Regions from separate parts of the Mus musculus genome. Here region 2 is linked to region 1. The links are chromatin contacts, called in public HiChIP or PLAC-seq maps. All regions are on one chromosome and are shown on one strand. Each heading gives the region's core, a stretch centred on a gene start, on an enhancer-like site or on the middle of the called end of the contact. The rest is flanking DNA. Distances are from core to core; before and after follow the strand shown.

What was found. HiChIP or PLAC-seq counts read pairs in DNA pulled down with a chosen protein or histone mark.
Region 2: a contact with region 1 is called in an HNF4G HiChIP or PLAC-seq map of pancreatic cancer cells. The contact joins the enhancer-like site here to the promoter of Hmgcs2 in region 1. A contact is called at or near these places in 3 of 39 promoter capture datasets (cranial neural crest, embryonic stem cells and liver), 1 of 15 datasets of contacts at CTCF or cohesin (the NIH/3T3 cell line), 2 of 484 Hi-C or Micro-C datasets (cortical neurons and forebrain), 6 of 115 datasets of contacts at active chromatin or transcription factors (the SCID.adh cell line, acute myeloid leukemia, astrocytes and 2 more) and 1 of 9 other capture datasets (embryonic stem cells).

What each region holds. Positions count from the first base shown.
Region 1 is chr3:98,278,990-98,282,003 of GRCm38.p6, forward strand. It overlaps Hmgcs2 (3-hydroxy-3-methylglutaryl-Coenzyme A synthase 2), which reads left to right and starts at 1,442. Exons shown (of 10, transcript NM_008256.4): 1 at 1,442-1,598. The coding sequence starts at 1,495.
Region 2 is chr3:97,941,184-97,944,197 of GRCm38.p6, forward strand. The region is part of intron 1 of Gm5544 (predicted gene 5544); the gene reads left to right. Among named protein-coding and RNA genes, the nearest start is that of Gm5544, 13 kb to the left of the region's middle. RefSeq lists an enhancer at 728-1,704. Within about 2 kb of position 1,513, at least 139 of the 459 cell types and tissues checked have an H3K27ac peak or open chromatin away from gene starts, as enhancers often do. A contact at or near this core is called in the SCID.adh cell line, astrocytes, cortical neurons and 3 more, where this site is marked.

The sequences.
Region 1 (3,014 bases), core at 192-2,691:
AGCTGCAGTCTCATGGGGATTCAACAGTATGGAGACAGAGACATAAAGTGGAGAGGGGACCAGGGAGCCTCCGGATTTAGGGGAAATAGGTGGAGCTTCTGGCTTCTGGGAAATAAATAAACCAAGAGCTATCCTGGTTCTTGAGACTCTTTCATAGAGTTGCATTAGATATCAGGGTTAACTGCTTCAACTGCTGTGTGAGTGAGACATAGGGACTTTCTACATGAGGAGCATGAGATAGAGACTCATCTTTAAGACTTTTGTCTTAAGAAGTAGTAGAGGATCTGGATGGGTGGCTCAGTGGGTAAAGTGAAAGTGTGGAGCCTGAGTTTGGAACCCCATACCTGTGTAAAAGCACATACCCGTACCCCAGCTCTGGAACCGCAGAGGCAGGAAGATCCTAGGAGCCCTTTTGGCCACCCCAATAGGCAAGCTCCAGGTTCAGAGGGAGAGACACACATCATTTTAAGACTAAGATTGAGAGTGCTAAAGGATGGTATTGATGCTAGCCCCTGGCAGCCACAGGTGTGCTCAAGTGGGAGCATGGCTGCATGCACACAGCCACAGGTGCACACTCATAGGAGCACAATTACATGCACAGTCCGGAGTCAAAAGATGCTGGGGGATCCCCACTCTGCAGCTTTGTAGACATGGGTCTTTGAGGACTCTGTCCTCCCTGTCTCTAAAATCCAACTTGTAATAAACTTCTCCTTCCTAGGAAAGCCTGAACTTCAAGACAGTCTCCTTTTGAGGGATTCTGAACCTCTCTAGCAGCATCTGCTGCGTCCCTCTTGGAAGCTCTGTGAAGCTCTGTGTAAGCATAATGACGGACAATAAAGATAAGAGGAAAACAACCAGCTCCACAGACCAAAGCCAGCCAGCCCGTCAGATGTGCGTCAACACCTACTCTCAACTGCTTGAAGAGCTGGTATTAAAAGGTTATACCAGTAATCACAGTGCTCATGGAGGCTGAGGGAGGAAGACTGATTTCAAGTTCAAGGCTAGCCTGGGGTATTTAAGAAGAAATGGAGGTGGAGGGGGGATTACTCTTTGGTTTTGAAAGCTGCTTCTTATAGAAATGGTAAGAATAACATCTGACTGCATAAAGTGGTTAGGGGTTAGGAACAGATGGTGAGCCACTCAGCAGAGGAATCAGGAGGCTGCAGAGACGAGTTGGGTGACTGCTGATTGTTGGATGTGTTAGAAGGAGCATGCAAGCTTGCATGGTTAGGCAAAAATAAGGCCAACAATGAAGTCTCAGAGCCAGCCAGCTAGATACCAGCCAGGAACAGTGCAGCTATGTACATGTTAGACATGATGTTTTCCTTTGACTTGTTCTGAGACCTTTGGCCCAGTTTTTCCCCAAGCAGGCAGGGGCCTCGATAAGCGGAGGCGGGGCTTCCAGAGCCTGGAGTCTTATAAAGCCCAACCCAGAATCGTTGGGCATCTCTCCCAAGGGCTGTGGACTGCTGGCTTTCTGTTGATACCTTAGAGATGCAGCGGCTTTTGGCTCCAGCGAGGCGGGTCCTGCAAGTGAAGAGAGCGATGCAGGAAACTTCGCTCACACCTGCTCACCTGCTCTCAGCAGCCCAGCAGAGGTGAGTGGCCTGCTCAGAGGGTCTACATAGATCACTCCCAGACAAGCACCGTGGGGACCAGTAAAACGCGGGGCTTGTTGGAGGACTCACTAGAACCTCAGTCAAAAGCTGGCGAGGTTGTACTCAGTTATAAACAAGTTAGCCTCATTTCTAGACAGCACCTGTTAACTGTTGAGCTGGAAGTGTCTAAGCCAGAGGTCCTCAGCCTTCCTAATGCTGCAACCCTTAATACAGTTCCTCAGGTTGTGGTGACCCCCGCAACCATAAAATTATTTTTATTTCTGCCTCATAACTAATTTTGCTGCTATTATGAATCATAATGTAAATATCTGATATGCAAGATGTATTTTTATTGTCGTAAACTGATCCAAGGGGACAGGACGCACAGGACTCCCAGCCTAAGCCTCTGATGCACTTTGTTTAGGAAAAGCAGCAGCCTTTCCTCTGCCGGCCACAGGGGGCAGCAGACCTCAGGATCCTGCAGCTGCAGTTGTGGTTTAACTGCTTGCTGTCGTTCACTGTGGCAAGATCCAGTATGGACCAAAGAGACGAAGCAGTGTTTCTCCGTGCTTCGGTTTTGTGAGATGAAAGATAAAAATTGTGTGTGTGTTTCTCACTGTGTGTGTGGGGTGGGGTGGATGGGTGGATACATGTACTTGTGAAAGAAAAACAAACATGCCTTCTTTCTTTGTAAACACCCTTCAGTCTCGTCCAAGTAACTGTGGTTGCTCAGAGTTGATGGGACACATCTGGGCTTTGTGCTTCAGGCTCCCAGCTACTTGGGTGTTTTCTCTTTTGCTCTTTGTCCACTGAGCTCAGAGTCCCAGGGCTTCCTTTCCACTTATACCCATGAGTACTGAGTTTTTAGGGAACCTCTTTGCTATGGTGCCCTCCCTTGTCCCGCCCTGCTGGAGCCTGGGTATAGGTGTGGAGGGGAAAGGAGCAGTGCCCTTAAACCTCCTGATTTGCTTTTAGCGCCACTGACATCCACTTCCCCACCCTTGCAAAACCACTGCGTTTTATTTGAATGTTCCAGCTTAGACTTTAGCTTGCTTCTTTTCTATTTGCGAGGAAGTTATGGGGTTTACTTATTTCAGGGCCAGACAGGGTGACCATTTCTCAGTCCCGTCCCCCCCTTTTAAGACAAGGTCTCTATGTAGGTTTTTGTTTGTTTGTTTGTTTTTTGTTTTGTTTTGTTTTTTTGACAGGGTTTCTCTGTGTAGCCCTGGCTGTCCTGGAACTCACTTTGTAGACCAGGCTGGCCTCGAACTCAGAAATCACCTGCCTCTGCCTCCCAAGTGCTGGGATTAAAGGCGTGTGCCACCACCGCCTGGCTTTCTTTATGTAGTCTTGACTGATCTAGAACTTACGATGTTGACCAGGTTGGCCTTGAGCTCATTAAGATCCACTAGTCTT
Region 2 (3,014 bases), core at 263-2,762, 340 kb before region 1:
GACTGTGTTCTGGAAGAAAAGTGTTTGTGTTCACTGTCCACGGCTATAGCATCGGTATCTCAGCTGTGCCTGGCAAAATGCGCTTTCTGATGTGTGTTAAATGACTGTAACTACACTATTAAAAATCTGGAAAATGACGCCTTGGTTTTGAAAGTTGGAAGGTATTGACTGTTAAGTGTGATGTGCATAGGAGCTATAGTGTAGAAGAAAATTGGATTCTGGTCCTGATGCTGCATTGTTCTAGTTGGGCACAGCTGGGCAACTGTACCTCTCAACTCCATCACCTACGAAGTAGTCATAACAAGGTCTCCCTCACAGAACTGTTGTAAAGATGAGGTGAGGAATATATGCAACTGCCTGGCACACAGTAGGCACAGTGTGAGCCTCAGGCTTCTCTTCTGAACATCCATCGGGGAAAACTGCAGAACTGGAGATAAGTGAGGGCCCCAAATACAGGGGTTGTGCATTTTGTGGTTTACCGTTTAGTCCTCAAGTCCTCCCTAAGCACAGTTTACAGTGGAGATCAGACAAAGGCGACCTGAGTGCTGGTTCACCTTTGACACAAGCTCTCCGACAGTAAGTCCTCACCTCTCTGGCCTCTTTCCATGTTATTAAAATTAAGAGGTTGTGTTGAGTGACTTTCAGTCCATTAAGACTCAAGATGCAATAATTCAAAAGGGCAAGGCAACCCACCTTAGTCTAGCAATCTACACCCTACCATAGTCTAGCCTTCCCTAGACATGCAGACCAGATGTTTCTAATCTTAGACATAAAAGACTCCATTCTTTGGTATCTGAGGTCCAAAAGAAACTAGAGAATTTTTTAAAAGCATACAGCAAAGGAACTTTCTTTTTTTCCCTCATTTCTACATAGCTGCACAGATGGTGTTCAACTTAAGTCAGAAAAGAAAAGCATATATTACACACACACCTTTGGGTTGGGATTTACCATGTGAATCTATATCCCTGAAGGAAAGTGTTTTGTGTTAAGCCAAGAAGTGGATGCCAGCAATTCTCAACTACAGCCCAGCGCCAGCCCAGGCACCCGCAGGACGCGGCCGGGAGCCAGAGCCCGGTGGAGAGTGGCCGGGAGGGCTATGGCTAACGTCTCCCTTCCCGTGGAAAGTTGCCTGGCCTTCCACAGTGCCTCACCAAGGCAGAGGGGTAAGATGGTCTGCTCTACAGGCGCATGGCTGCAGTCAGCAGGTTAGCAGCCCTGTCTGTGTTTCTCTGGGTGGGGGAGGGGTGTCAGCTGCCCAGGACTCCCTCCAGCAACTGACCACAAAGCTTTTCAAATGCCCCGTTGGCAAGGCCCCTGACTTTACTCAGCTGAAAACTGAGGACCTCATCTGGGAAGGGTCAGTTTAAAAAAATGACAGCATTGCCCAAAGTAAACAAAGGGAACAACCACAACAAAATCCTTCTCAGCAGCGTTTCTTTACAATTCCCAGCCCAGCCCACGGGGGCTCGGGCTCAAGTCCCCACCCACTGCCTCTGATGCCCCCATGAGGCCATGTCTGAGTAAGCTTAGCTGACCTGAGGAGCGCAGCTTGTGAGCACGCCCTCCCTGCCCTCTCCCCTGAGTGCAGAGCTGCTGAAATTGGAGTTTAAGGCTGCAGGCACGGAGACTGGCTCGTTCATCAAGATCACTGAACACAGCATAAGAGATAAGTCACCGCTGCTTACTGAGGTGGATCCGGAGGAAGTCGGGGGCCTGAACTGGTCTTTTTCTTCCGGATCCACTCAGCACTGAGGTCACCTCACACTGTTCCAAAGAACTATGAAATAAGGGACTTAATTTTGAGGTTCTCTGTCCTTTTTCTTTTTTGTCGAGACAGAGTCTCTCCTGGAACTCACTATGTAGACCAGTCTGGCCTCGAACTCACAGACATCTGCCTGCCTCTGCCTCCCAAATGTTGGGATTAAAGGAGTGCACTCCCATGCCTGACACTTTATCCTTTTTGAAAGTTTTCTTTCTTTTATTATTTCTTTTATGTGTGTTTTGCCTGCATATATGTCTGTGTACCACATGTGAGCATTATATCCAGGGAGGCCGGGAGAGAGTTTATAATCCCCCAAGACTGGAAGCAGAGATGATTTGGGTGCTGGGAATTGAACCACAGTCCTCTGCGAGAGCAGACAGTGCTCTTAACTTCGGAGCCATGTCTCAGTTCCCATCTGTCCTCTTCTTGATTCTAAGCGAATCTTCCTCTGTTGATCTTGAAGCCTGCCTAGAAAACAATTTTTGAATTTAGACTTGAGCAAGAGGCCTAAGGCTTCCACTTTGTGTGCCTTGTTCACACGATGCATTCAGGTTACTCAAAGCTTCTTTCGAGCATTCTGAGGTCTGCTGCTGAGTGAAGGAGAAATGGGCTTCAGAGTCCAGAAGACCCTGGGATTCTGTCACTACACTAGCTGTGTAGATTAATACACACAAAGTATCTACTCTAAGACTTAGCTTCCTGCAAAATGAATGGGACCATAGTATCTGTTTTAGTTAAAGTTACAACGGCTGTGATGGAACACTGACCAAAGCAACCTGGGGAGGAAAGGCTTTATTCATCTCACTCATCCTCATCGCTGTTTATCATTGAAGGAAGTCAGGACAGGGACTCAAACAGGGTAGAACCCTGGAGGCAGGAGCTGATGCAGAGGCCTTCGAGGGGTGCTGGTTACTGGCTTGTTCCTCTTGGCTTGCTAAGCCTGCTTTCTTATAGAACCCAGGATCATTTGCCTAGGGATGGCCCCCCTCAGGATGGGCTGGGCCCTCCCCCATAGATCACTAATTAAGAAAATGCCTTACAGACTCACGGGAGACATTCTTTTTCAATTGAGTTTCCTCCTTTCTGAAGACTCTAGCTGTGTCATAAAAACCAGCCAGTGCAGTATCTTCATTATAATATCATGGTAGGGAGGAAGGTGCTCCTGGCGTGTGCCATGGCTTGTGACAGGTCACTCCAGCTTCCCCAACCCCCAGCCCTCAGACCCTGCTTGGCTCTGCTAGACAAGATAGAG